Regions from separate parts of the Macaca mulatta genome. Here region 1 is linked to region 2. The links are chromatin contacts, called in public Hi-C maps. All regions are on one chromosome and are shown on one strand. Each heading gives the region's core, a stretch centred on a gene start, on an enhancer-like site or on the middle of the called end of the contact. The rest is flanking DNA. Distances are from core to core; before and after follow the strand shown. Region 1 holds the start of UROS (uroporphyrinogen III synthase). Region 2 holds the start of EDRF1 (erythroid differentiation regulatory factor 1).

Region 1 (6,718 bases), core at 752-3,251, 110 kb before region 2:
AAAGTAAAGATCTGTAAGGAAAGACTGATCACCTGCACACGTCATGGTGTCAACTCTAATCCTGCATCCATGCTTCTCTGTATCCTCCCCTCCATGCTCTTCATGACTGACTCATGGTTACCGCTGATTTTATTTCCTATCACTCTCTCTTCCTTATTCTGATCCAGCCATCCAGGCTGCCTTTCTGTCCCTCAAACGTAAGGATTCTGGATTTTCTTATAAATGAACTAGAAAGCCAATGGAGCACTCTGAGCAGAGGCGTGAGATCAGACCCACAAGATCTCTCTGACTGTAGATGGAGTATAGACTGATTGTAGGGAAACAAGAATGGAGAAAAGCACGCCGGTTAAAAGCTGTTATATTAAATAGTAGTCCAGGCAAGAGATAATGGAGGTGTGGACTACGATGGTCTCATAATCAGTGCTGAGAAATGTCTGGATAACAGGATTTACTGATGGACTGAATATAGGATGAGGAAAGGGAGGAATTAAAGTTAAGGAATTAAAGTTTTGGGTTAGAGCAGCTGGTGATTTTAGGGGCCATTTACAGAAACGGTGACGGTTAAGAGAGGGGCATGAATTATTATACAAATCTGCTTTGGACAAGTTAAGGTTGAGGTATCTATTTACACATTCAGTGGTCTGAAGGACCATTCAGTCCTAATTATTTATTAAACAAATAATAAGTACCTATATTTCCAGGCACTATAGGACCTATTCTGAAGAAAAGAACCCAGTTCTATAAGACTATGAAGCCAAAGATTTACCTACGATTTGGGTCAGCTGCCCCAGGAGCCAGAAAATACAGCCTAGCTGAGATCTGAAGAAGGGAAAACTCTGCAGGATGAAGAAGAGCGTCTGAAAAAGCTGCTACGGTAGAACCCGGCAGGAGCCTTCAAGAAACCGAGGGCCCACGTGAGTGCCGCCCGCAGAATGAAGAGGTCAGCTGCTGCCCTGCGGGGAGAGGGCCCCTTCTGCGGGCCCGCGGTGGCCGATTCAGGATTTGAGGCTTCAGCCTGAGAACTAAAGAGGGCGAGAACACACCTGTTGCGGCGGGCTTTTTCGGGGGGCCGCGGGTTGCGAGGTTAACCGGACCGGAGTCGGCCTTTCAAAAATAACCACTGTGGCTGCAGTGTGTGAAAGACCGAGGAGAAACCTGAGAAAGAACTTATCTCCAGCTTTTCCTCACAGACCCTCAGGGTTAGGGAAGTCACTACGCTATTTTTACACAGCCTGGGCTTGCCAGAAAGTTTTTCTCAGGTATAAACCAACTAGGGAAGCGTGTCCTTCCCACCTCGTCAATGACGTCGTCCTCTTCATCCTCTTCCTCGTCACTGTCGTCATCGTCTTCGTCCTCATCCTCGACTTCATCTTCCTCTTCTTCGTCGCGCTGGACTAGGGGGTCCGGCGGCTGCGGAACCCCACTTTCCACGGCCCGCCGCTTAGGCCTGGACGCCATGTTACCGCTCACACTGCGCCTGCGCAGCTTCCCCCTGCCTGACCTTCCGGATCAGTCCATAGTAGCCACGGGGGTGAGGGACTACGAAGAAGCTCGGAGCTGAGTGCACAACAACTCCAATGCCCCTGCTGGATTCCGCAGTCATGATCCCTTCCAGTTACGTCCAGCTTGCGGTCCTATCTTGCTTTTTTCTTCCTCTTTCCACCCTCCCTCACTCCTCCCAAAGCTTCCCCTCCCCTTCCCGTAATGGTTCAACCCATCTAACCTCTGTCCTCGATCCGTGGCCTGGATGTCGGTGCGCATGCGCGAGCGCCTAGCTGTGCGCGCGGCCGCCCCCGCATCCCGGGGCTGAGGTGCGGGGTCCGGCCCGCCGCGGCCCCTTAGGCTGCGCGGGCAGGGGGTGGCACCCCCTGTTGTCATTGCTCCTGCAGCCTCAGCAGCCTCTTCGCTGGGACTGCGCGACACCGCCCCCAGACTGGGTGCCCGCTGTGTGCCAGGCCCGGTGCTGGGCACGGTCCCGTCTCTTAGCCCATTCGAGCCTCCCCAGCCCCGCGAGGTAGGTGTCGCCGCCCGCGGTACCGGGTACAGACGCCGAGGCCCGCGGGCATGCAGGGGCCCAGCCCCGGGCAGTGTATTACACAGCGGGGCCAGGGCGCCGAGGCCTCTGCGGACACCTCCTGCCCAGGCGGGGAGGTCCGCGGCCCTTACGGCTGCGCAGGTGACGGAAGGCGCCTGGCCAACGTACCCTCGCCGCGCTTCTGGAGCGCGTTTCTTGACCTAAAAGTTTTTTTAAAGCCGGCACCGCAATTAAAAATGCTTCGGGGAGGGCGGGCGCGGTGGCTCATGCTTGTAATCCCAGCACTTAGGGAGGTCGAGGCAGGTGGATCACCAGAGGTCAGGAGTTCGAGACCAGCCTGGCCAACAGGGTGAAACTTCAACTCTACTAAAAATACGAAAATTAGCCGGGCGTGGTGGCAGACACCTGTAATCCCAGCACTTTGGGAGACCAAGAGGGGTGGATCACTTGAGATCAGGAGTTCGAGACCAGCCTGCCCAACATGGCGAAACCCCGTCTCCACTAAAAATACAAAAACCAACCAGGTGTGGTGGCGCGCGCCTGTAGTCCCAGCTACTCAAGAGGCTGAGGCAGGAGAATCGCATGAACCCAGGAGACGGACATGAACCCAGGAGACGGAGGTTGCAGTGAGCCCAGATCGCGCCACTGCACTCCACACCCCAGCGTGGGCGACAGAGGGAGACTCCATCTCAAAGATAAAAGAAGAGCTTCGGGGCCAGTGGGGGTAGTCTAGGTTAAAGACCCGAGCCTATTTTGAGAGAAGAGTGGAGGGGACTGTGGCCAACTGCAGAGCGCGCGCGCCTCTGCTGCCAACCCCTGTGGCAGGTGGGGATGTGGCCCAGGGCAGCCAGGTCTTTCCATTGCAAGAGAAACGGGGCTCATCAGCTTTCTAGGAATAAGATCTACCGTTCTCCACTGATTTTTCTCTGTAAAATAAGGGGAGTGGGTTGGGTATGTTTGATTCTAGGAATGGAGTGAGCTGCCCTAATAGGCTGCTTCTGTTTAAGCAGGGTAACATCTGATAAATCAGTGATCCTTCGTCAGTAGGAGATGGGAGGCCCTGAAGGTCCCCAGGAGCCCAGATTCCCCATAATCGTGTTCTGTGAGTTCTGTCTTTCCTGGGAGTCTTGTCTACCCGGCCATGTCATGGGTATTAAAGTAATACTTACACATCAGCGCTCCACATCCGATGGGGCAGCTTGAAATGGCCCATTTGGGTCGCACAACTGCAAAAACATGTTCCTGTAATGGAGAAGAGAGGAAGCTGTCAAAAAAGACCTATCAAAAGGCTACGATTAGAAAAAAGACTCAGAAAGACCATGTGAACATATCAATAGAGTTGCACTGAAATATCATGGCCATTTTTTTTTCCTGTTTATTTATCCTTTTTTAATGGTGGTAAAAGAGACATAACATACATTTTACCATCCTATTTTTAGATATTCAGTTCAGTGGCATTAAGTGCATTCACATTGTGTAACCATCACCACCACCATCCATTGACAGAACTCTTCATCTTGCAAAATTGAAACTCTGTACCGATTAAACAACTCCCTTCTTCTCCCTCCATGACATTTCTACTTTCCATCTTTATTAATTTGACTATTCTAGAAGCCTCATGTAAGTGGGGTAATACAGTATTCTTCCTTTTGTGACTATTTCATGTAGCATGATGTCTTCAAAGTTAATCCCATGCTGTAGCATGCATTAGGATTTCCTTCCTTGTTAAGGCTGAATAATCTTCCATTGCATGTAGAGACCACATTTTGTTTATCCACTTATCTGCCAGTAAACACTTTGGTTACTTCTACATTTTAGCTATTGTAAACAATGTTGCTATAAACATGAGTATCAGATACCTGTCGGAGTCCCTGCTTTCAGTTCTTTGGGGTGTATATGTAGGAGTGGAATTGCTAGATCATATGGTAATTCTGTGTTTAATTGTTTGAGGAACTATACTTTTCTGTAGTTTGCAAATCTTTCACAGTAAACATGGATCACTTTTGTAAGACAAGTAGGGGAAAAAACCTTACTTTATGCCCTCAGATTAGTTCCCAAAGTTGAGCTCATGGTCAGAGTGTGACTTAAGAATAGTGAATGTGAAAGTAAATACAGTACTGAGACTCCGGGGAGCTGAACTCAGCAGGTACTAGATTGCTTACCACTCGTTCAGTGTTCATCTTTAGCTCAGAATTTATCTTAATGAGGCAGAGGGATGATAGCAAGTGGTTAGGAGACTGAGCATGGGCTTCAGACCAGGATCCAAATTCCCTCTCTGCCACTTACTGTGCTGTGTGACCTGGGACAAGTTACTCAGACCTCTCAGGGACTTGGTTTCACCTCCTGCAAAGAAGGCTAATATCACCTACATTGCAGGTTTAAGTGAGGATTGCAATCTTGCATATAAAATGCTTAGCCCAGTGTGATAGTTACTTTTATGTGTCATCTTGCCTGGATCATGGATGCCCAGATATCTGGTTAAACATTATTTCTTGGTGTGTCTGTGAAGATGTTGTAAGAAGAGGAGCATTTGAATGGATAGACTGAGTAAAGTGCATTGCCCTCCCCAAAGTGGGTGGGCAGCATCCGGTCTGTTGAGGGCCTAAATAGAACAAAAAGTCAGGAAAGGAAGAATGCATCCTGTCTCCGCTTGACTGCTTAATCTGGGATATCTTCTGCCCTTGGTGCTGCTGGTGCTGAGGCCTTCAGACTCAGGCTGGAACCTACACCCTTGGCTCTCAGGCCTTCAGGCTACACCACCAGCCTTCCTGCTTACAAGTCTCCAGCTTGCAGACAGCAGATCGTGGGACTTCTCAGCCTCCATAACTGCATGAGCTGACACCTTATAAAAAATACCTTTCTAGATATAAATATATGCCATTGGTTCTGTTTCTCTGAAGGACTCTGATTAATACACCCAGTAATTAACATGAGTAAATGCTCAATGAAAGGGTGGCTGTTGTTATTGCTGATACTCAGAACACCATAACATAGTATGGGTTTGAGATTTGGTTCTTTCTTACCAGTAAAGTGCCCTTATTCCAGTCAGTTTTTTTTTTTTTTCTTTTTCATCCGTGATTGATGAACATAAATATGAGGGTAAAATGGCAGAGCAAGCATTAGACTGTAAATCTAGAGTTAGGTCGAGCCCTCTTTTTACCAGTCCCAAGGTGAATCTCATCTTGGAAGCTTCAGGAGCAGCTTCAGTCCTGCCGGGGCTTCTCCCGCCTTTTTCCCCCTCAATGGGAAATAAGAGGTTTTGTTATTTTCATTGGAAAAAAGGCAGAGGAAACCCCAGACATTCCACGGTTTTTAGGCCCTAGCCTCACCAGTCTCACAAGCCTCCTATGAAGGAGGGCCATATAGTGCCTCTGATCTGCTTGATACAGACCCTAAGGTCCTTCCCACTCCCATGAGCCACCCACCAGAGTGAGCTAAGAAATCAGCTGGCAGAGAGCACAGTCAAGAATGGCCAAGAGGAATTGTTCTGGGGGTTGGTTAGCAAGCAGGAGAGAGGGAGGAGAAGAAAAACTGCACAGGGATCAGATGCCTCCAGCAGAAGAAAGCGAGGCATAGAGATCTCTTACCATCTGAGTCATGTGGCACCAAATATGTTACCAGTAGCAAATCTGTAGGCATGTGCAGCAACCTCAGTTCTTGTCTCCTCAGAAGAAAATTCAACTGGGGGGCATAAGGCTAAAAAAGTGACTGAGGCAAACTTCAGAGCAGGAGTGGAAGTTTATTTTTAAAAACTTTAGGCTGGATGCAGTGGCTCACGCCTGTAATCCCAGTACTTTGGGAAGCCGAGGCAGGCGGATCACGAGGTCAAGAGATGGAGACCATCCTGGCCAACATGCTGAAACCCCATCTCTACTAAAATTACAAAAATTAGCTGGGCATGGTGGCACATGCCTGTAGTCCCAGCTACTCAGGAGGCTGAGGCAAGAGAATTGCTTGAACCCAGGAGGCAGAGGTTTCAGTGAGCCGAGATCACACCACTGCACTCCAGCCTGGGTGACAGAGCAAGACTCCATCTCAAAAAAACACAGAAACACTAGAACAGGAAAGAAAGTAGAGTACACTTGGGAGAGACCTAAGCAGCAACTTGAGGGACAAGTGTCCCGTTTTTCTTTAATGAAAAGTAATCATTCTCCCTGTTTCAAAGATGCTGGATAAATTTGAAATTGTTGTTTTCCCACAGGGTGAACAAATACTTACTGAGCATCTGCTACAGGAAAGAAAGTCCCTCAAAAAAGCCAACAATGGAGAGGCTCACAGCCCCTTTCAGACATACAGAAATCTGAAACTGAGACTGAAGCAAGAGTGACCTAGACCGGAACCCAGGCCCTGGCCCCCTTCTGTAAACACTTTCTACGCCACCAAGCCTCTTCCTAAAGCCCAAAGTGGCGATGTGTTAACCTGTCTGTGCATGCTTCTCAATTGATTTCTTTCCCAATCAGCCTGATAATATGTGACTCTAGCACAGCAAAGAATAATCAACAACAGTTCCTTTTAATTTTGCATTATTATTATTTTAGAGACGGGATGTATCTCCGTCACCCAGGCTGGAGTGCAGTGGCATGATTATAGCTCACGGCAACCTTGAGCTTCTGGGCTCAAGTGATTCTCCCATCTCAGCCTCCTGAGTAGTTAGGACTACAGGGATGTGTCACTCTGCCTGGC
Region 2 (7,667 bases), core at 3,556-6,055:
CCTTAAATTTCACAGATTTTTCACAACTTTCTTCATTGGCTTCATCTGTTTTCTTGTAAGAAAGAATCTGGCTATTGGAATCAATAAAATAATTTTCTTCACCATTCTCATTCTCTTCTTTTTTCTTCATTCAAGCTTTTCTATCTTCAGCAAAACTTTCAGTTTCTCGATTGTTGAAGTACTCAACTACATTTCCACTTTGGCCATTCTCTGAAACAAAATCATATTTCTAGTGCTCTTAAGCTGTTAATGTTTTGCTGGATTTTTTCACAAAAGCATTACCTGAGATGATCTCATAAAGAGTTCTTGAATATCTAGCTCATCTAGTAAGAGAGTCCTTCCTATGCGGTGTACTGCCATGCTCACGTGCGACTTGCTGTAGGGAATTTTCAGGAGTTTTTTTATGTTCTTAAAAAATTAAGAGAAAAAAATAGTTGAGAAAGACTGTTTTAGTGTGATTTGCAATCTTTTAAATTTTAGCTTCATTCATTTTAAAGCATAATAAATCTTATTTCCTTAAGGTTATACAAACAGAACTTTAAACCAAGAGCTACACGCAAACACACAGAGGATGGAGTGTTCAAACCAGAATCACGTAGACTTTATGAGTCACACTATGTCAGTGACAGTCGAACATTTATTTTTAAATTTTTTTTTTTGAGATGGAGTCTCGCTCTGTCGCACAGGCTGGAGTGCAGTGGCGCGATCTGGGCTCACGGCAAGCTCCGCCTCCTGGGTTTACGCCATTCTCCTGCCTCAGCCTCCCAAGTAGCTGGGACTACAGGCGCCCTGCCACCTCGCCCGACTAGTTATTTTGTATTTTTTAGTAGAGACGGGGTTTCACCGTGTTAGCCAGGATGGTCTCGATCTCCTGACCTCGTGATCCGCCTGTCTCGGCCTCCCAAAGTGCTGGGATTACAGGCTTGAGCCACTGTGCCCTGCCCAAACATTTATTTTTACATGATAGGATTTCTTAAAGTTAAGGGTGGATACGTCACACTGTTATGCTGACCCAGGCTTCTAGCATATCAGATCAAAGCCAATAACGATCAATAGATTTTACTAGAAATATCATTTGTAACTCAATTGGTAACATATACAGAATAATCCCAAACACTATAATCAGTTTCAATTACTATCATTAAAATATAACCATCAGTATTATTACCACTGCCAGTGTTTGGGGATTATTCCTTCCTCTTTAAATAAAAATGTGGTAAACAATGATACTTTAATAACAAAAAAGATATTCAATAATCAGATAAGTTTTGTCTTATTTCATCACTAATTTCTCAAGACTTGCAAATTTATATCATGCAAAACACAGCATGGTATAAAACACCTATCACAAAACACCCCCAAAATTACACTTACTTCAGAGTCAGAGACAACATCCACATCATTTCCCACTGAATCAATAAAGTCGTATGCCATGCCAAAGCTACCAAAGAGATAAAAGGACACCGGTTATAAGGTCATGCTCATAATCATGCAAGTAGAATTTAATAACAATACTTCATTGCTTCTAGGATACACATTTTCCACATTTTAACAACTCTGAAACCAGGATGCGTATCACCATCACAGCTGGCAAGTTTTTTCTTCTTAGTGGCACTAAAATCATGCTGTGTCTGAGAGTCAATGGCATCTTAGATTTGATAAGACATGGTAATAATCATTAGAAGCATCCAGTAGGAAATATTTCAAATAAAAACAATTATTTTATTTTTGTAATCACAAAACCCAAAGTCTCCAAGGGAAAATAGTTCAAAACTTTATTCTTTTTAGGTGGAGAGATAAGAAAAACAGAAACATGTACTAGGATTTTACTTTCTGAGATTGTGTTTCTAGTGATATACAATACCTCTTTTAAAAAATATACATGAAAAAAATGCACCTGACACCAATTCAGCCACAAAAGGAAATGGAAAAAAACTGTTAATTGAGCAGCCAACTGATGCCACGTACCACCTGAGGCACATCTATAGTCTATAAGCCTGAAAGGTACCCAACATCGCCATGTTCCAATTACTAAAAGGCAGAGTCAGGACACTTACCAAGGACTGCCTAATGGCAAAGCATGCTTTGTGATTTACTGTATGCTTGAGTCAAATTATTTCACCCTTCTCAGCTTCCGTTTTCTCAGATGCAAAATAATTAACAGTGCCTATCTCAAAGAGTTGTTGTGAGAATTAAATAAGCATATAAAATACTTGGCACGGCATTTGTATAGAGTTAATATAATTATTCAAATTTCCTCGCAACATTTAATTATGTTGACAAATCATAATTAAGCCATTCTTTTAAAAAATGATATCTGGGATATTCCCAACTTTTTGCTCCTATAAATGATGCTACACACAAACGTATTTTTGCAAATATAACTTTTATTTTCTGAGGCTTTAGGATAATTTCCAAACTACCAGCTCATAAAGTATTAGTGTATTTGTGCCCCTTGCTACAAGTTACATGGAAATATTTTAGATTGAGTGGCTGAGAAGGGGGAAGAAGAAAAGAGAACCCCACACATTAAATGGCCTACAATATGGACATTAGTACATTTTTCTCTATAGGACCTCAGGCTACTCTCTCAACTTTAAATACCATCAGCAGAATTTCTGGTGCCAAAGTTAAGGTGTAGGTCACCCAACATGCTGGGTTTTTAAATCTGGCTTTTCCAGATCAACCTGCCACCATTTAATGAAAAACTCCACAGGAAAGATGAAGTAATGTTCAAGGTCTTCCTCCTCATGCACCAAGCTGATCCTTTATATTCATATATTCAAAAGGTATGCAAATTGGCTAAAATAAAAGGGCTGATTGAACTTTGGCGGTCAAAACTCATCTTTGCTAATAACGTGATGCAGACTTGAAAGAAGCATATGCAATTGATATTGTATGTACATCTTCATATTGTAACATCATCTATTATCAGAATAAAAAGCCTTTGAAAATCAAATGTGATCTTTCTCTAAAGAGAAATCTCGACAAGTTAATGGGCATTACAAACTGAATTTAAAAGCAAATAAGAGTTTTAAGTGAGGGTGGAGGGGCAGGTAAAAATGCCACTGATTAATATTTACCTTGAAAATGGCTTGCTTTTCTTGCTGTTGCCAAGAATGGTAGTTCCTGCCGGCCCTAGTTTGGCACTCTCTCGTAACCAGTTGGCAGGTGGGAGTTTCAAGTCTGTTTTCTCTTCAAGGCGTGCAAATGCTGTTCGAGGAGGGGCAGAAGAGTATTTCACCACAGCTCGGCTCTTCACTTCATTGCCTCCAAGAAATAAAGCTGATCCCTAATTAACACATTGGGTGAAACTTTAATGAAAATTACTAGGAACGAAAAATCTCACCTTCATAAAAAAGAAAACAAGGACCTGTCACACCAGGCTTCACAAGGAACGGATGCCACATGTTACTAACAGCACTTAATAAATTTGAGCATAAACGCTAACATTTATTTAGTTCTTTTACACCAACTTCAAAGAAAAAAGATGAGTCAAGGAGTATGATGGTCATGGTTATCAGCTAGAAAATGGACCACCTACTCTACCTTTTAAAATTTATTCATATAATGTGGAGAAGCAGAAACCAAGGAGACTCAATGGTAACATGTTAACTAAATGCAAACTTCAATAAAGTCTATTTTCAGTATCGAAGATGTATTTTAATTCTTTTTTTTTTTTTTTAATTTTTGAGAAGTAGTCTCGCTTTGTTGCCCAGGCTGGAGTGCAGCGGAGCAATCATGGCTCACTGCAACCTGGGCAACCTGGGCTTAAGCCATTCTCCTGCCTCAGCGTCCCTAGTAGCTGGAATTACAAGCTTGCACTACCACGCCCGGCTAATTTTTGTATTTTTAGTAGAGACGGGGTTTTGCCATGTTGGCCAGGCTGGTCTCCAACTCCCCGACCTCAGGTGATCCACCCACCTCGGCCTTCCAAAGTGCTGAGATTACAGGCGTGAGCCACCGCGCCGGACCAAAGATGTATTTTAATTTTAATAACACATCATTCATAAAGTAGTGTGGTAGAATATTTGGGCCTTTTTTTGTTTTAATGCAAATATTTAGTAATTGATGCATCGGTTCATGCATGTATGCATGGTTCAAATAGTCTTGAGTCTCTAACTTCATAGCAAGGCATGGGGGGTTCGTTCCTCACAACCTGCACCTGCACACTCCCAAAGCAAGTTCAGTGTCTGGGTTCAATATTCTAACCTTTCACGCAGTCCCTTTTCTGCCTGGCAAACATTTTACACCTTTTGTGAATTAGTTCGGTCTCATTCTCGGCGAGTCACTGCCTGGCACCGTTTCTTCCCTCCTGCTTTGCACGACTGTGCCACGTTTTGGAACGACATATTTACAAGAACCCTCCTTGAGAGCAGAGATCGTATCTAACTCACCTGTCGGCTACCAGGACTGCTTTTAATACGAATACCTGCCGAAAGGAACACGGACTTCCACTCCCTGTTTTGGGGGTGTCAGGGAAACATGGAGAAGCCTCCAGAATCTGCCGGGAACCGTGGCATCCCTCCCCGGTGGAGCGGATCCTCGGCTCCCGCATCCCTGGCAGGTGCCACTCCTCGGAGGACTCACCTGTGCAGAAGGTTCCTCGGATTCTCCCTGGGACAGGAGGCTGAGTCCTCCTCGAGAGGCGGCCCCCGCCGGCGGACCCTCTGCTCCGGCCTCCTTGGGATCCCCCATCACTTCGATCCAAGTCAGGCGAGACGAAGGGGGAGCGGAGCAGCGGCAACAGCCACCCGGGCCCAAAACAGGGCAAGCGCCAGACACACTCCGCGGACCGCACTTCCGGTCTCTGCCAGGAAGAAGTAGCTGTGACTCCACATTAAATCTCGCGATCTTTGTCCCATAGGCCCGGCCCCGCCTCCCGCTGCGGGTCCCACCTTCGCGGCCAGGGCGGGAATTGTAGTGCGCCTGCGCTTGTCCGAACCTCTTCGGGAGACTGCTTCTCGCGGTATCTGACTCCTAGGTTCCGCCCCCTGCACGCCGCTCGCGGGATCTGACGCTCAGGCTCCGCCCCCTGCACGTCTTTGTTGGCAAACAGTTCTGGGGGTGGTGCGCGCTTGCAGGTAATCTGCGCGTGGGAGGGGACGTGCAGCCCACTGCGCTACCGTTGGCTCCGGTTACGTGAATTAGTGAGGGCTTCGCACTTCTTCCCCAGGCTTCAGTGTCACCTCTTTTCACACGGGCACCCCGAGGGCCCGGACTGGAAAAGCGAGCCTGCCATCTCAAGACTGGGCGCCCCTGCCCGCCTCTTAGTGCCCGTGTGGCTCCATCCTGGGTGTGGGAGCGGCGGGGCTTCCGGGGAGGACGCTGGGACGCGCGGACGAGGCTCCCGGTTTAGGGAATGGGTGGCTTTCGGAGGCTCCTGGGGGCCCGGCATGCCCGCTGCTTGCGGGGCGTCCCAGGCTGTGCAGGATCCCTGAGACGCTGCACCTGGGGCCTCATAACGCGTATGTTTTCATTCGGGCGCTCTGGGTGGGCCTGAGACTTGGCGTTTCTCACAGGTTACCAGGAGGTTCCTTGGAGTAGCCAGGAGGTGGAGAAATAGCCCGGGCCGTTTGCAAGCTTTGAAGGTCCAGGCTCTCTTACTTTCCCACTCTTCAATGTCATCTCAAACTGTCAAACGCAGCCACATCCATCATACATGTTTTGTAGTAAAAGTGTTTTGTTGTGCCGTAGGATGCAGAAAGTGTTTTTAAAAATTAACTTGGTTCCTGCAGTTTGGCTATCTCAATTTGTAATTCACATTTGGCTGTGATAACTCACTGTCCTGTCCGTTTTCAGGAATGCTCCTGATGAGCAAGCATTCAACTCACAAATTGCTTTCAAATGTAACAAAACAATTTTATGAATTAAATGTAACAAGCCAGGCGCGGTGACTCACGGCTGTAATCCCTGCACTTTGGGAGGCCGAGGTGGGCAGATCACCCGAGGTCAGATCGAGACCGCCTGACCAACAGGGTGAAAACCCATCTCTACTAAAAATACAAAAATTAGCCAGGTGTGGTGGTGGGCGCCTGTAATCCCAGCTACTAGGGAGGCTGAGGCAGGGAGGCTTGAACCCAGGAGGCGGAGCTTGCAGTGAGCTGAGATTGCACCACTGCACTCCAGCCTGGGCGACACAGCAAGACTCCGTCTCAAAAAAAAAGCCAATGTGCAATATGATCTTAATTTTAAAAAGTCTCCATTTCTGTGTCTGTGTCCACAAAAACAGATCTGAGTCGTGAAATGAAGTGATTTAAATTTATTCTTTAATATTTTCTTTTCCTATTTTTATTTGTGATTATTATAATATGTAATTTTGTTAAGCTTTTACACACATACATAATTCAGCTTGTGGTAATCTTTAAATTCTGTTGTTTTATTGTGTAATTCTATCTTTGTAAGAAAGAAATAGCAGTGATTCTTTTCTCAGGATTCAAATATTTTGCATGCTTCTTGAGAAGTGAGTGCCTAGACACGTGTTGATGATGCTTAGTGGGAAAACGTGCTGAAATAGCCCGTGAAAAGACAAAGTATGAAACAGAACCAGGAACTCAGCACAGAAAAAGAGGTTGGCAGCACACAGAGGATAATGGGAGCTCTAAGGGTGACCAGGGACCCTTGGGACTGACTGTGGAGGAAAACCTGAGTCAGGGCTGGGTCTCCAGCAGCCACACACAGGACCAGGATTACAGTACTGTAATTTAGTTCGTAAAGGAGCAAGATTGCTGGGGGCTGGAGCAATTGGGCACATCTGGGTTACATAAAATTTATATATGCCTCTTGCTCTAAGAGCTTATTAATTTTTTCTTTTTCCCTAGTCAAACACTTTTACATGCTGCTGGAGCTCATAGTGGTCAGGAAAATTTTTTAAAATAGGTGAGAAACCCACTTTTACATGGTGTAGTGTTTTTTAAAAAGTTATTGTCACTTTTTAATATAGGAGGTTGGAATATTTTGTGGGAAAACATGGAGGATAAGTCATTACTCTTAGAATTTCAAGTTTTCAGACACTAATTGATTTTCATTTTTATATTGTACCAGTGTCTGCCTGTTTCCTCCATCCCTGTCCTCCTGCCCCAGGGCCCCACTTGGGATGTACCCCGTCAACCGTGGCCTGCTCTGCCTTGTCTGTGTAGTTATCCTGGCTCTTGCAACTACCCATGGCTCTCACGTGTTTACCTGCCTCTTCAGTGCCTGATGCTCTAGCTACTAAGAGTGTCTGTTGAATGAATGAGCAGTGTGCTTGTTTGCTGCTCCAGCTACTTGTTCCATAGCTCCACGTTTGCTGGTGCTTTCCTCTGCCTAAAATACCTTTTCCTTCCTCACCTGGCTTCTCTCCTGACACCTCCACCTCCTTACCCCTCAGGGTTCCTTCCTTTGTTCCAGTCGCTTGTATTGCTTTATCCTGCACTTGTCACATTATAGAAAAATTACCTGTTTGTATCTGCCTCCCTTCCCGACTGTGAGCTCCTCAAAGGCTGGAGTCCCGTCTGATCACTGACACCAGGCACAGCACAAGCCGACAGAACTGTTTCAGCCCTTAGGCAACGGAGGGAAAATGACTGGGGCTGACAGGCTTTTAAAATGCTCATCAAAATGTTTGAGACATAAAAACAATATTGTTGGCTCCAAAATATTTTTTTTTAATCTGCAAAATCAAAGCT

The links. A called contact is a pair of places that touch in the nucleus more often than the background predicts.
Region 1: a Hi-C map of CD4 T cells shows a contact between it and region 2, with 2.5 times the contacts expected there. The contact joins the promoter of UROS here to the promoter of EDRF1 in region 2. A contact is called at or near these places in 2 of 14 Hi-C or Micro-C datasets (CD4 T cells and blood).

What each region holds. Positions count from the first base shown.
Region 1 is chr9:137,873,550-137,880,267 of T2T-MMU8v2.0, reverse strand. It overlaps UROS (uroporphyrinogen III synthase), which reads left to right and starts at 2,001. Exons shown (of 10, transcript NM_001266782.1): 1 at 2,001-2,014. BCCIP (BRCA2 and CDKN1A interacting protein) reads right to left here and starts at 1,461. Exons shown (of 7, transcript NM_001265671.1): 1 at 1,294-1,461. The coding sequence starts at 1,458.
Region 2 is chr9:137,766,130-137,773,796 of T2T-MMU8v2.0, reverse strand. EDRF1 (erythroid differentiation regulatory factor 1) reads right to left here and starts at 4,805. Exons shown (of 24, transcript XM_015148437.3): 1 at 4,591-4,805; 2 at 3,084-3,292; 3 at 1,375-1,441; 4 at 283-408. The coding sequence starts at 4,698. LOC144331367 (a long non-coding RNA gene) reads left to right here and starts at 4,966. Exons shown (of 3, transcript XR_013398452.1): 1 at 4,966-5,084.